Regions from separate parts of the Pan troglodytes genome. Here region 1 is linked to region 2. A link is a contact called in public Hi-C data. All regions are on one chromosome and are shown on one strand. The core of a region is the stretch at or near the end of the contact, and the rest is flanking DNA. Distances in the headings are between cores, read along the strand shown. Region 1 holds the start of ABHD18 (abhydrolase domain containing 18). Region 2 holds the start of INTU (inturned planar cell polarity protein).

Evidence for each region. Hi-C and Micro-C count contacts between places; a contact is called where the count stands out from the background.
Region 1: a contact with region 2 is called in a Hi-C map of stem cell-derived neural progenitor cells, with 4 times the contacts expected there. The contact joins the promoter of ABHD18 here to the promoter of INTU in region 2. A contact is called at or near these places in 1 of 7 Hi-C or Micro-C datasets (stem cell-derived neural progenitor cells) and 1 of 1 datasets of contacts at active chromatin or transcription factors (stem cell-derived excitatory neurons).

The regions. Positions count from the first base shown.
Region 1 is chr3:129,131,412-129,135,054 of NHGRI_mPanTro3-v2.0_pri, reverse strand. ABHD18 (abhydrolase domain containing 18) reads right to left here and starts at 1,299. Exons shown (of 10, transcript XM_054683377.2): 1 at 1,167-1,299. MFSD8 (major facilitator superfamily domain containing 8) reads left to right here and starts at 731. Exons shown (of 12, transcript XM_003310454.6): 1 at 731-876.
Region 2 is chr3:128,803,830-128,807,520 of NHGRI_mPanTro3-v2.0_pri, reverse strand. INTU (inturned planar cell polarity protein) reads right to left here and starts at 1,579. Exons shown (of 16, transcript XM_024356289.3): 1 at 1,297-1,579. The coding sequence starts at 1,442.

The sequences.
Region 1 (3,643 bases), core at 50-2,549, 330 kb before region 2:
AGCCTCCCGAGTAGCTGGGACTATAGGCGCCCGCCACCACGCCCGGCTTTTTTTTTTTTTTTTTTTTTTTGTATTTTTAGTAGAGACGGGGTTTCACCGTGTTAGCCAGGATGGTCTCGATCTCCTGAACTCGTGATCCGCCCGCCTTGGCCTCCCAAGGTGCTGGGATTACAGGCATGAACCATCGCACCCGGACCGCACGTTTCAAGTTTAGGTGTTCACCAGTGAACTGCGCCTGGCTGATACACACACGGTCACAAATGACACAAAGATCAGAAGTGATGGCATATACCATACATGACTGTGTAACTAGTATAGGACCTAGCATAGGGTAAATGCTCATAAATATTAATTTTAAAAAATTAAGTTTGGTTTCCAACTTTGCCACTTCCACACAGAGTGACTCTGGGTTAACTTGTCTGGATCTTAATTTTCAGTAAACTAGCAATGTGTCTGCTTCGCCTATCTCACAGGATAGTTGTGATCAAATGAAATTACATGACAATGTATCTGGCGCTAATAAAACGGTAATTTATGAGACACAGAATGACTACTGACGCCAGCTAGCCTACAAGCCTAATAGTAGAGATAAGATGTTAATACATAACCACCAAGAAATAAACATGGAGATCTAGTGAAAACCCATGACATGTTTTCTAAAAATGTCATCTTCCTTGTGACGAAAGGAGCTGGTCATTGCTAGGCAGGTGCTGTACCTTTTTCAACTCCCACGTTTCAGCAGCAGGCTCTGCTGAGTGACATTTTGCAAGGCTGAGGCCCCCGTAGGCGCAGGCGCCGTTAGGGTGCGCATCCGGGGACCTGCAGGTTACAAGCAGCAGATCCCACCTTCAGTCCTGGCTATGACAAGCCCTCCAGGTAAGGCGCCTTTGCATTTAGCCGAGCTAGAGAAGAGAGCTGGAAGCCACCTCTACCTTTCACGGGGGGAAGGGACTGCCCGCGCGCTCGCCCCCATTATCTCAGCCCTCCGAAGCGCGCCACGGACTACAGCCTTGTCTCTCGCCCCCAGCCTCACCCCGCGTCCCTGACCCGCGAGTCTCCCGCCCAGCTCCGCGTCCCCGGTCCCTGCCTCCAGGCGCGTACACGGCGCGCTAAGAGGCGCGGGGAGCTCTTAGCGCACCTACTACTTAACCGGACCGGCTACTTACTGGCCGCCAGGTGGAAGCCTGCGATCGAGCTGGCCGGGCCTCCCAGCACCGCCGCTCTCCAGGCTCCCTTTCGAGGACTCAACTTTGGTCCCAGCCTCAATCGCAGCTCCGGTAACCTTTCCAGGAACCGAAATGCTAGATACAGCGGAAGGAGAAACGGAGGGAGGAAGACAAACCCGGAGCGGGGCGGCGCGGCAGTTTGGACACGCCCCGAGCTCTCCTGGGCTCTCAGTCCCCGTCAGGATGGGAGGCGCGTGCCGAGGGAGGAGGCTGAGGACACAGCCTCCTTTCGCCCTGCGCTGCCCGGCCTTCAGCGTGACCCCGCCTATGACCTCGGGGCGTTCCGCCTACGTCTGAGCGTCAGGTGCGCACGCGCACTTACAGGCTTGTTTTGCCAGCTTCACGCCACCCGGGATGGGAGAAAGCAGGTGTCGCGAGAGTTGGGCGCAAGACGCCTTGTAGGGAGTGTAGCTATGGCCGGCCTGCGGAACGAAAGTGAACAGGAGCCGCTCTTAGGCGACACACCTGGAAGCAGGTGAGCGGCTCCTGGTGGAGGGACCCCTCAGTCTCCTGCGCTGTTGGGACTGGTTCCTTTCCGGGCGTCACCCGCACTGGGACAAACCCTCGCTGCCAGAGGGGTTCCAGCGCGGTGGGAGCCGGTGGCTGGGTTGTGTGAGCCGAGGAGATTCGCTCCCAACGTAGGAGAAAGGGCGTCTGGCCGCACCGTGCGGTGATGAGCCCGTGGGTTCGAGTGACGGGGCTGGAGAAACCCAGGCTGCTGCTTTGCCTGTTGCAGCACCCAAGCTGAGAGGTGACAGCGTGCTGGCAGTCCTCACAGCCCTCGCTCGCTCTCCAGGCCTCCTCTGCCTGGGCTCCCACTTTGGCGGCACTTGAGGAGCCCTTCAGCCCACCGCTGCACTGTGGGAGCCCCTTTCTGGGCTGGCCAAGGTGGGAGCCGGCTCCCTCAGCTTGCAGGGAGGTGTGGTGGGAGAGGCGTGAGCGGGAACCGGGGCTGCGCGCGGCGCTTGCGGGCCAGCTGGAGTTCCGGGTGGGCGTGGGCTTGGCGGGCCCCGCACTGGGAGCAGCAGGCCGGCCCTGCCGGCCCCGGGCAATGAGGGGCTTAGCACCCGGGCCAGCGGCTGCGGAGGGTGTACTGGGTCCCCCAGCAGTGCCAGCCCTCTGGCGCTGCGCTCGATTTCTCGCCGGGCCTTAGCTGCCTTCCCGCGGGGCAGGGCTCGGGACCTGCAGCCCGCCATGCCTGAGCCTCCCACCCACTCCGTGGGCTCCTGTGCGGCCCGAGCCTCCCCGATGAGCGCCGCTCCCTACTCCACGGTGCCTAGTCCCATCGACCACCCAAGGGCTGAGGAGTGCGGGTGCACGGCGCGGGACTGGCAGGCAGCTCCACCTGCAGCCCCAGTGCGGGATCCACTGGGCGAAGCCAGCTGGGCTCCTGAGTCTGGTGGAGACGTGGAGAACGTTTATGTCTAGCTCAGGGATTGTAAATACACCAATCAGCACCCTGTGTCTAGCTCAGGGTCTGTGAATGCACCAATTGACACTCTGTATCTAGCTACTCTGGTGGGACCTTGGAGAACCTTTATGTCTAGCTCAGGGATTGTAACTACACCAATCGGCACTCTGTATCTAGCTCAAGGTTTGTAAACACACCAATCAGCACCCTGTGTCTAGCTCAGGGTTTGTGAATGCACCAATCGACACTCTGTATCTAGCTACTCTGGTGGGGCCTTGGAGAACCTTTCTGCCAACACTCTGTATCTAGTTAATCTAGTGGGGACGTGGAGAACCTTTGTGTCTAGCTCAGGGATTGTAAACGCACCAATCAGCGCCCTGTCAAAACAGACTACTCGGCTCTACCAATCAGCAGGATGTGGGTGGGGCCAGATAAGAGAATAAAAGCAGGCTGCCCACCAGTAGTGGCAACCCGCTGAGGTCCCTTTCCACAGTGTGGAAGCTTTGTTTTTTCGCTCTTTGCAATAAATCTTGCTACTGCTCACTCTTTGGGACCACACGGCTTTTATGAGCCGTAACACTCACCGCGAAGGTCTGCAGCTTCACTCCTGAAGCCAGCGAGACCACGGGGAGAAACGAACAACTTCAGACGCGCCGCCTTAAGAGTTGTAACACTCACCACGAAGGTCTGCAGCTTCACTCTTGAGCCAGCGAGACCACGAACCCACCAGAAGGAAGAAACTCTGAACACATCCGAGCATCAGAAGGAACAAACTCCAGACGTACCACCTTAAGAGCTGTTAACACTCACCGGGAGGGTCCGCAGCTTCATTCTTGAAGTCAGTGAGACCAAGAACCCACCAATCCCGGACACAAAGCCACCACATTCTGTATCTTCTGCATTCCATATTTGGCCCTTTGTAGCTGATCACTTTCCAGATTTCACAGTTTCAAAATGATGGTTTTAATCGATACTTGAAGGTATCGGTCTTAGTAATGACCTGCTG
Region 2 (3,691 bases), core at 330-2,829:
CCCATTAGGTATCAGGCGTCTTGAATTCTCACACTGACAACACTCAGCTGTGCAACTATACATGAATTATAGATTCTTTCTGGGCTAAAAGTATGTGACTCTAAAATGTGGAGAAGCCAAGAGTTTGAGACTTACACTGTCTATGGCTTCACATACCAAGACCAAATAAGGTTCTATGTAATTCATATTTCCTTCCAGCAGCCTTGTGTAATAATCATGAATTTTAAAATTATTTTTTTAATGCCTACAGCAGATTACAAAAAAATACGATATTTTAAAATTTGTTTAAGTCTTCAAGAATGTATTAAACAGGTTTCCCCACCATACTTTTAAAGGCAATGATAAAAATCTTTTACATACTGATAGGTAAAAACAATTGCCAAATAACTGTTGCTCCTACATACATATAAATGATTTGTAACTGTTGTTCCTAAATACACATAAAATGTCATCCTAAAACTGACCAGGTATGGTTGTCCATTACTGGGTTAGTTGACATTTTGGCACCAAAACTTTTTCACGATTAGTCATTCTCTTCAAGCTACTGCTAGTTGACTTTTCTAAAGTTCTTAATCCATAGCAGTAAGGGGTAGATTTTTCTTAAAAATGAAGTAGCACTGAATACTGTGAATCAAAATAACCTTTTCATGGCATTATTAAGAAAGTGAAACCTTTAGGTATCTGTATTTTTAAAAATTAAATTATGACGTAAAATGGAAAACAAGAAAATCATGGAGATGCATAGGAAAATACAGCAGAAATATCCAGAAGTGCTGAGAGGTTGTCCTTGATGGTGAGACTATGGGTGGGCGTTCCTTCTGTTATATAGCTATTCATTTCCATAACAGAAAAAAATCTACATAAATTTAACAACTGCCTTATAAAACGCGTAGGGTGTCTCTCCACTCCAAATACTAAAGAGATTAAGCCACAAAGGTCACACCAAAGAAGCAAGAAGACACTGCGATCGGAACAGAGTTTTTTGAACGCTGTTACAGATATATCCTCCTATGGCCTAGACAGAGCCCATGACCAAAAAGAGGAGATTCTCCTCATCTAAGAATCATTAAAAAAAACAAAACAAAACAAAAAAAAAACCTACAGTAGCAAAGAATGGCATTGTCATTTCTGCTTACACCACCATACGATGGAACGTGGTGCAATTAAATCCCACTTATTATAGAACCCCAAATACTCGATTCCAACCACCCCAACACCCTTGCAGTTCCCCCAGCCCACGTGTATATTCTCTGGATTGAAGGGATGGGCTTAATTGTCCCTCTTTGAAAACCTTACTCATAATCGCTACTCGCTGAGGAATATGAACCCGAGTCGCTGACCCGATCTTCAAAATCATAGTCCTCATCTTCTTCTTGTGAAGAGGGGTCTCCAGGGAGCTTGTCTGAGCTCGGACGCGAATCGCACGAAGCCACAGAGGCCATCGTCAGGAATGCAATAGCTACGAGTGGAGTAATTCAAATCTCGCAGCTACAGCTTGCTGAGGCCGCCATGTTGCCTCTGCTTGGGGAGAGGCAGAGGCCATGTGACCACCAATCCTTAGCTGCATTGGTGGCAGGTCGCGTTGCCGGGGAGACGGAGAAGCTTCCCAGAAGAAACAAGGAGAACAGAAAGCAGCCAATGGGCTGAAACTTCGAGGAGGGCTTCTCGGTTGGAAGGCTAGAAATAGCTAAAACTTCACCGCTTACGCTCCCCGGAACGCTCTTCCTTAGAGTAGCATAACTTGTTAAAACAGGCGGAGATCCACTGGGTTTCTCACCTTTTTCCTCCAGTGCTGGATATCCAGTTTGCTCTTTGTCCTGTGTTTATAATGCCTAACAGCTGTCGGTCAGCCTGGATTTCCTTCGAGGTGAAGGAAACCGCATTTTACCTTTCCTTAGGACCTCATCCGTGCAAGTAATGGACGCTTTTAAGCAACGCGATCTAGGTGTTAATGTAAATACGCTCCATTGTTTTATGGGTTTCATATTGTTTCGCAATTGCAAACATTTTCACGGTTATCCCAAGTGGATATTGTAGAGTGCCACAAATGAGTGGCAATCCTGTGGAATCAACTTCATGTTCATTTTCTAACTCAAAATTTTATAATCTAATTAAGTGTTCTCATTACTAAAGTTGGAAGTGTAAACAGGTAAAATCTACCTGTTATTTATGAATACCTATATCAAGTATTTTTTAAGTACAAAAATAACAGCTAGCATTGATTGAGAGTCAGCTTTGGCTCTGCTTACTTTATTCATATACAATGCTGAGCATTCACATACTATGAAGTAAATATTTTCTCTATATTAAATAAGGAAACTAAGCTTTAGAGAAGTTATGCATCTTACTAATGGTTACATGGCTAGCAGTCAACAAAGTCAACCAAGAAATGAAGCTAAGTCAATAACCATTACATGAAATTTCCTCCCTCAAAACCCAGTAATTCAACTATTAGATATCTACTCTGAGAAAGGATGCAAGTTTATAAAATTTGTAAAAGTGAAAAGCTGAAAGCAATCTTAAAATGTCAAATAATGGGGGAAAAGTTAAATATATATAAAATATGATGATTATGATTTTAACTAGCATGTGTTCAAAGAGTAAAGCATGGGGGAAATGTTCATGTTGCAGGGTGTAAAAAAAGGATATAATGTTATTTTATGATCTAAAAGGCTGGGTGCTGGGGATTCTCTAATGGGCAATTATAACATAGTGATAAGTATTACAATAAATACAAGGTTCTAATGGAATATCCAGAAAAAACCAAAGTAGTATACGTGGGGCCATGACAAATTTCTTAGAGGAAGTATTAATTTATATTGTTATTATGGCATGGTTCCAACAGAGAAAGAGTAATGGGAGATGAGTCATCACATGGCCGGTATGGGTATATGCACGGAGAACTCAAAGGAACCTGAATTGTAGCTGTTGCAGGGGCAGAAAAACTCTACCTCCATCTTCTTAGGGTCCCAGCTGGGCCTGAGAATTAAACTTACCTAAAATAGATTAACAAAAGAAAAGCAACTGGAACTTGTTATACAGATGTTGAGGCCCTGCTCCACATCAACAGGATCAGAATCTCCAGGGGTGGGGCCTGGAAATCTCTATTTCAAACAAGTGCCCCCTGTGATTCAGCAAACTTGGGGAACTGCCCTAAATTTTCTCTCAGTTCTGTGCTTCACATATACAGGCCAACTGGCCATTCCCTGAATAGGCTGGAACCCACTCCCACCTCGCAAATTTGAGCCTGGCAGACAGACCTCTCTCCTTGCTCTAGAATCCAAGTTTTACATGGCAGGGGAGCCCTCATAAAGAAATGAAGACCCAAAGAAGCAGTTAGAGTCAGTTAACTTATATACTGGATTGGACAAAGAATAGTTAGTTGTGAAGAAGCAACTAAACTAAATTGGGAAGCTTAAAAGATAAGTTATTTTAACAAGGTCTGTACAGAATTCTCTTGGTTTCACTTCTATGCCCTTGAGAATAAGAATGTTACATTTTTCTAGTATAGGGAGGGTGTCTTTCACATGGGAGCTTCATCTGTTGCTTTTAAGAAGCAGCACAAAGGCACTTGCTGTTTTTCAAGTGTATTAAACTTAAATGGCCAGGATAGTATATTTTACCTTCCTCACAGCCAAACAAGCTGCAGTATGCAGCTTATACTTTTAAGCTGAAGTTTAGTTGTATTTAC